2 separate regions of the Camelus dromedarius genome follow, and region 1 is linked to region 2. The links are chromatin contacts, called in public Hi-C maps. All regions are on one chromosome and are shown on one strand. Each heading gives the region's core, a stretch centred on a gene start, on an enhancer-like site or on the middle of the called end of the contact. The rest is flanking DNA. Distances are from core to core; before and after follow the strand shown.

The links. Hi-C and Micro-C count contacts between places; a contact is called where the count stands out from the background.
Region 1: a Hi-C map of blood shows a contact between it and region 2, with 6 times the contacts expected there. The contact joins the promoter of RPS27 here to the promoter of LOC135318975 in region 2. A contact is called at or near these places in 2 of 2 Hi-C or Micro-C datasets (blood and muscle).

What each region holds. Positions count from the first base shown.
Region 1 is chr23:6,079,792-6,083,731 of mCamDro1.pat, forward strand. It overlaps RPS27 (ribosomal protein S27), which reads left to right and starts at 1,741. Exons shown (of 4, transcript XM_010980344.3): 1 at 1,741-1,853; 2 at 2,167-2,275; 3 at 2,865-2,975; 4 at 3,349-3,434. The coding sequence starts at 1,848. The coding sequence ends at 3,377. It overlaps RAB13 (RAB13, member RAS oncogene family), which reads right to left and starts at 1,721. Exons shown (of 10, transcript XM_031436239.2): 1 at 1,638-1,721; 2 at 1,009-1,108; 3 at 1-29. It overlaps NUP210L (nucleoporin 210 like), which reads right to left. Exons shown (of 40, transcript XM_010980332.3): 40 at 3,731-3,940. The coding sequence ends at 3,862.
Region 2 is chr23:5,945,054-5,948,833 of mCamDro1.pat, forward strand. It overlaps LOC135318975, which reads left to right and starts at 1,720. Exons shown (of 6, transcript XM_064477774.1): 1 at 1,720-1,846.

The sequences.
Region 1 (3,940 bases), core at 491-2,990, 130 kb after region 2:
ACCAGGAAACTGAAGTGTGAAGAACATGGCTATAAAGAAACAAGTTTATCTTTGCCTTTGGAAAAAATTATTCAAAATATCTGCTTTTCTAACAGCGAGTCAGTAGAATAGTCCTTGTATAAAGTTAGTGAGGAAGCATCTTTTTTGTCACTTATCCTTCTCAACTTTTGTGTCAATGTTTGTCTCTTCTCAAACACAACTATTCAATCCCCCTTTGTCCTTTATCTCACCTCTCATTAGGTCTTCAAGCTGTATTACTAACCTTGAGTTTTCTTTACTTTTCCTCACTGGCCAAACTGTCTCTCAACAGTCCTTTAAATTACTCTTTAATCTTTTAGGATTGTTCTGATAAAAATCCATTAGTTTTTTTCTTTTTCATCTTATTTTGTCTGGATCTGGACTTTTCATCCACAGCAATACATTATTCTTGCTCACCTCTCTAGACTGTACTTACGGTGTATACCTCCATTCACTGGAACCTCATCTCCACAGTACTCTCCCCTTGGCTCTCAGAGCTTCCTCTACAATGCCTTTCCTCCTTCAATTTTGGCAGGCTCATTCTGGCCTCTGGTTTTGTATTCACAAGCTCTTCCTTCAACCTAGAAAGCTATTCCCCCAGATTGTTCCTTAGTTGGCTCCTTGTCTTTCAGATTTCAGCTTAAATGTCACTTCCTCAGAGATTTTTCCTGTCCATTAGTAGTGTGCTGGAACCAATTCTTACTGGCTCATGAGAACAGATTGTGCATCTCTCTTCCTAGATCCGTGTTTAATGATGTGACATTGGTAGTTTGAAATTGGCCATGGTGTGAATATTCACACCATTGAAATTAGGAAAGACAACAAATCAGGGCCTACTCTCCATAAAGCCAGTCGTTAAAATTTTTACCAGCCCACCCTTGACTGGAACTTATATTCCCTGCCCTATTCCATTCCTCTGGAATTAATTAGGTCCCCAGATGCCATTTGGATCATCTAGGCTCCTTCTTTATGAAAAATGGGCATTCTAACCCTTTGATCATCATTGTAGATTTGGTCTTCAGTTTCTCTTTCTTCTCATCCCGTCAAGTGTCTCAGTGCTGCCAAGATGAGAAATCTTGGAAATACAGTGCTGGTGAAAAATGCGGGGTAAAGGATGTGGGAATATAAATTAGCACAATCTTTTTGTAAGGCACTTCAGTAGCATACTTTGGACAATTTATTTAATGTCTCTGGGCATCACTTTCCTAATCTGTAAAATACTGATAATAGTAACCTGATAGAGTTGTTCGGAAGATAAATTAACGTACGAAAAGCAGTCAGAACAATGCACAAATAATAACTACGTAAGTGAGTGGTGTAATTATTAGGGGGAAAAGATGGGAAGGAGAGAATAAAATTCAACAATGGTTAGCCCTAGGAGTAGACTGGAGGTGGGGAAAGTATGAGGACTTTCTAAAATACTTACATTTCTTAATTGTTAAAAATGGGCAAACTAAACCAATTGGAAAATAGGAAAGAAATTTAATAAGTCTCATACATGGCTGAGTCTCGCTATTCTCCTAAGCAGTTCCTACTGTCAAAGTGCAGCCCGAAATTTAAAAATTGTCCATTTACTCCTCCACAGAGACCAAATGCGGACCTTAAGACAGCAAACTCACGTTTTCAACATGGCGACTCATCTGTGTCCTATCAGAGACCTTCTGTAAATGGCAGCCGTCTCCTCACCCCGCCGCCCACAGACCTTGAGAGAAGGACCTTCCCAACATGGCGGCAGAAGGTCCAGGCGTCACTTCCTGCAGGTGGCGGATATAAGGGGGAGGATTTCCGCTTTCGCTCTTTTCCGGCGGTGACGACCTCCCCACGAGAACATGCCTGTGAGTTCCTTGGTCCAGGTTTCGGCGGAGGTCTCGCTCTTCTGTCCGCACGCTCCCCTCACGCTGATTTCGCATCGCAGAGGGCCCTCATTTGCCCTCCGCACTTCCCAGGACATTAACCACAGGGACCGCAGAGGCCCGCGGGGGCCCCTGCTTAGACGGGAGCGGAGAGGAGATAAGATGGCGGCCCAGCTGCGCAGACACCAGGGGCGGCAAGGGGCGAGCTCTCCCCGGTGTGTGGCAGTGGGGACTGTTTCCCATCAGCCCATGTTCGCCGTTGGTTTCTAAATCTTTGTATTTCTGCCTCTCTTAGCTCGCAAAGGATCTCCTTCATCCCTCTCCAGAAGAGGAGAAGAGGAAACACAAGAAGAAGCGCCTGGTGCAGAGCCCCAACTCCTATTTCATGGATGTGAAATGCCCAGGTGAGGAGATAAATTGTAGTAGTGGGGAAAGCACTGGACTCCAAGGATCGGAAAAGGGTATCCTTGAAGCGACCCTAATTTTTAAAAATTCGAATATTTGAGGTGGGTAAAATTTTGCATTTTAGGAGGAGTGATCCAAAGCGATCTCTCTTCAAAAACTCCACATGCAAACTAACATTTCTTTGTTTTGGAAACACTGCTGTGGTCTTTTATGTAGTTGTACCTGGAAGCAAGGGGGTGGATATGTTGATCCATTACTGAGCATCCCTCCCAGCCAAGTAGAGTATTCTGTTTTTTGACTTTTGAATAATTTATGGTTCCACTCCTTTATCTTCCAGGCTCTAGATGATGATGTTTATGAAGGCATTGTATGCTGGAAAAGCAAAAAATCCATAGGTGGGGGCATAGAGTCTAGATGGCTTCTGACTTGGCTTTAATGTATATGTAGAGCTAGGTAATCAGGTTTAGAAGGAAAGTTAATTTCAAGAATTTACATAACATGCTTGTCTTACAGTTAACACATGATAGCATGTGTTCAAGTGAAGAAAGGTATGGGAAGAATAGGTTAACTTCTTGATTTTTTTCTCAGGATGCTATAAAATCACCACCGTCTTTAGCCATGCACAAACAGTAGTTTTGTGTGTTGGTTGCTCTACTGTCCTCTGCCAGCCTACAGGAGGAAAAGCAAGGCTTACAGAAGGTAAATAATTTAACTAGTATTAGGATTTTGGGCTTTGAAACTTAAGAGGGATTGTGTGTAATGTGAATTACCAGACTGACTTATAAAGAGGGTTGGGCTCGATAGTCTTTTTTTATTTTTCCTACAAAAGCATTATCAGAAAGTATTTACTAACTTCAAAATGTTACTGATTAAAGCTGGGGTGGATGGGTGATAAAAGGTGCTTCACGTGACCTGAAGCTGATAATAAGGTCTTTAAGTGGCTAGGTAGGAGCTAAAGGAGTTGAGAAAAATACAGATGGAGCTTTCTTGTGGGTATCAGGCATCATTTTCTTTTGTGGGGGCAGGGTAAGTAGGCTGCTGTCAAGTTAACCTTCAGACACTTTTCTTCCAGGATGCTCCTTCAGACGGAAGCAGCACTAAAAGAACCCTCAATCAAGATGAATGGGAAACCGTCCCAATAAACACATTTTGGATACATCCTGTTTATTGTCTTGTTTTACTGCTAGGAAGTTCCTACCTCACGTATTCAGGGGCACCCAGAAGAGTGGACTACTAGAGTCATTTGGGGCAAGTAAGTGGCCAAGTATGTAAAAAGTTGATTTGGGACCTTTTCTATCCCTAGGCTCGTTGAGTAAATCTGCAGAGCTTGATTAAATACTGGGATAGTGTATAAATGGGGTATTTGTTTTGATTTTTAATATTTTCTTAGGATTAAAAACTGGTAATTGATCTTAAAAAATAACCCAACACACCACTTTAATACAAAACAGCTTAGGATCCTTTATTTACAGTTCTCAGAAGCCTTGTTTGGAGGCTCAGGAATATAGAAGTTGCTGCTACGCTCCTTGTCTAGGGCTAGAAATCTTCAGTACCCTACAGTTAAGGGGACTTGTCTGAGCAGAGATTAATGCCTTATACTCCAAAGCCAGTGTTGTAACCGATTATGGGCTGGTGGTGGTTGTGGACTCATGAAGGGATGGGGA
Region 2 (3,780 bases), core at 470-2,969:
TCACAGACAGGAGACTGCAGGGGTCAAGCGGGTGGTCAGCAGGGAGTCGGGGGCTGGGGCCCTGGGATAAGGTTGCTGGTAGCGGAGCCGGGGCTGGCTCTGTGGGAGCTCAGGTGGTCCCCAAGTCCTAGGTCTGTCACGCTTCAACCAACATCCAGCGTCCGTGGAGGTGGAGTGAAGAGGAGTCACCCACTTCCAGTGCCTGATCCGGGGGGTGCCTAAGCCTTCCATTTCCTGGGAGCACAACAGCACGACCCTGAGTACCTCCGACCACCGGTGAGTACCAACCAGGAGTGTGGTGGGGCGGCTGGCTGTGGGCCACAGTACAGCCTCGGACCCCTGACTTCTGCATCCTCAGGGCCACGTTGCTGCCTGGTGGCATCCTCCACATCACCAACGTGAGCCAGGCTGACGTGGGCACCTACCACTGTGTGGCCCGCAATGTGGCCAATACCTGCCACAGCCAGGATGCCCAGCTGACTCTGAAGGGTAAGCAAGGACCCGGGGATCAGAGCAGGCACTGAGCAGAGGGGAGGGTGTGGGAGCTGGGGCCACTGCCAGTGGGTGTAGCTGATGTGGTCAGCTGTTTGTGGTGCAGATACTTTGTAAAGACAGACACTTTGAGCACTTGCTGTGTATGAGGACTGTGCTGGGTGCGGGAATACAGCAGCAAGCAGACTGAACATGCTTAGCCCATCACTGGCTCCCCAGAGCTTGCAACCAAGTGGAGAGGGAAGTGCTGAGGGAACCCAGGGCAGGGGCCTCTAACCGAGCCTGTGGGCTGTGGGCAAGGGATGGGCAGGGGCCCCAGGGAGAAAGCTGAGTGTTGAAGGGTGGGTGGAGAGAGGCTGGCCAAGGTCAGGAAGATAGGGTGGTATTCCTGGCATCGCCTTGAACAAAAGCACAAGGGTGAGAATAGTCAGTTCATGCAGCTAGTTCCATGTTGCTGGACCATAAAATGGGCAGAATTCAGAGTAATAAAGAATTGATGTAGAAAAGGTAGGTGAGGCCCACCATGTAAAGGAGTGTGGGCTTGATCCAGAGAGCAGTGGGAGCCCTTGCTGGGTTTAGAGTAGGGGGCTCCTGTGTCTCGGCTGGGAGTGGTGGCCTGGGTGCACCTGTGTGTGTGCATGTGGGGTGTGTGCTTGTGTTTATACGTGGTGTGCCTGCGTGTACATGTGAGTGTGTGTGCACATTTGCATGTTTTCCTTCTTGGGGTGAGGATGAAAATAGCTTTGTACCTGAGATGGAACGCCCCATAATGACCCCAAATGCAGGCCAAGTGGGGTGGGAGAGTTCTGTGCCCGAAGTGAGGATTGCAGCAGAGTCTATGAAGAGTCAGTGCCTCGTGGGAAACCGAGGTTAAGACTCATACCACAGCCTGAGGCCCAGGTGCCACCGGGGATGTGAGGGGATGGCATGCCGGGATCATCCACTAGGGGGCCCCATAGTATCGGTAACAAGCGAACCTTGGGAAGGCATCTAGGTGCCTCTGCACACTTTAGTAAAATTTTGTCAGATGTTTTCAAAGGATGCATATTTTTTAAACTGAAGACTGAAAGGGAAGTGGGCAGCTGTTGTGTCTCTAATCCAGAGCTGACTTAGAAACTGAAAGCTAAGGGTGGGGAACAGGGGCTCCTCCCTGAGAGCAGAGGGAAGCCCGGGTGGGGCTCCTCTGGCCTCCCACTTCCCTTTCCCATCAACCATCTGGGGCAGGAGGGCAGGGCAGGATGCCAGGCTTCCATGATGATCAGTGCTTCTGGCCAAATGCCGTGCTGTCCGGCCGGCAGGGGTCCTCATCCTGCTGCCTGCAGAGCCAGGGAAGTGAATGGTCAGAGAGCTTCAGGTGCGTAAGGAGAAGCAGAGGGAGCAGAGGGTCAGCCGGTAACTGAGGGTTCCTGGGTTGCCTAAATGTCAGGAGAGGAGCTGGGGTCAGTGTAGACTCATCCCCAGGGACTGAGCTGGGGACTAAGGCCCCAAACCATTCACTCCTAAAGCCCTTACCTGAGGCAGGCTTACCCTGGGTAAGCACCAGGGACACGGAATCCCAGACTTCCAGGGAGCGCAGTGGCAGGGGGATATGCTGTCAGCTGTCCGGTGCTTCCAGGATCCAGGTTTGAGTCCCACCTCCACCAGCCCCTCTGACATTGAACAAGTTGCTTAACCTCTCTGACACTTGGCTTTCTCATCTGTAAACTTGGAGAAATAAAAGCAAAGTGAGGATTAAAGGGGGCAGTGACTGTGGGGCTTACAGTATAATGCCTGGCACGTGGAGGGGTTCAGCCAGTGATGCTGAAGTGTCATTATATGGACCAGCTCTGCCTCGCTGAACGATCTGTCCAGGCAGAACACAGCCTCCTTTGCCAAGGCCAGGACATTCCAAGACAATCCACAGCCTGAACTAGAGCTTGTGGGAGGTAAATTGAGGAGTGCCTGGCCCACAGTAGACCCTCAGCATATGGTGGTGGGATGAATGGGTGGATGGATGAGTGAAATACTATTCTAGGCCTTGAGGCAGAATTAAAGATGTGGAAGACTTTTTTTTTTTTTTAAAACACCTTTATTGTGGTGTGATTCCTGCATAGTAAACTACACATATTTCAGATGTATAATTTGATGAATTTTGATAGATGTATATACATAGATGGAACCACCACCACGATCAAGATAGCTAACATTTCCATCACTCCCCAACAGGTGTAATTTCAAATTCCCAATTTATCCCTCCCCAGCCCTTTTAACCTTTGTAACCATAAGTTTGTTCTTTGTGAGTCTGTTTCTGTTTTGTAGAAAAGTTCATTTGTGTCCTTTTTTTTAGATTCCACATATAAGCGCTATCATGTGGCATTTTTTCTCTTTTCTTACTTACTTCATTTAAAATGACAATCTCCAGGTTCCATCCATGTTGCCGCAAATAGCATTATTTTATTCCTTTTTATGGCTGAGTAGTATTCCATTCTATATATGTACCACATCTTCTTTATCGAGTCATCTGTCAATGGACATTTGGGTTGTTTCCATGTCTTGGCTGTTGTAAGCAGTGCTGCTGTGAATACTGGGATGCATGCCTTTTTGAATTATATTCTTCTCTGGATATATGCCCGGGGGTGGGATTGTGGATCATCATATGGTAAGTAGTTTTTTAAGGAACCTCCATACTGCCCTCCATAGTGGCTACACCCATTTACATTCCCACCAACAGTGTAGGAGGGTTCCTTTTTCTAAGATGTGGAAGACTTTATAGCAGTCCTTGAGAAACTGTCATTTTAGAGACAAAATTTTATATGAGAAATTCTTAATATGGACATTTATGAAAAGGTTAAAGATATGTCACAAAGTCTCATGAAATACAAAGTGGCAAAATGGGGGTGACAGGATAAAGGAAAACAAAGGCCCCTCTGCCCTGTTGGTCACAGCTGTACCCCAGTGTGAGAAGAGTGCCTGGCACACGGCAGCACCCCCAGGGATGATTTGTTGAATAATAAGATGGGAGAAGGTGGTATAAAATGAAGATATGCTTTAGACCAAAAGAGCAGCATATTTCAAAAAACATTTGCATCTTTACTGAGCGTTTGAGACAGGCTGAGTTCTCAGCGGGGCCTGACTTTCTTTTTGAGGGAGGGGTCTCCTGCCAGCTCTGTGGGCGACTTAGGGAAGGGGACAAGGCTGCTGACCCTGCCTGGGCAGTTCATGTTCTGACACTGATACATGCCATCTGGGGGTACCCTGGGCCCCCTCTTCTCTCCACCCCTCCAGTTTAACTTGGGGCCTGCTTAGTAT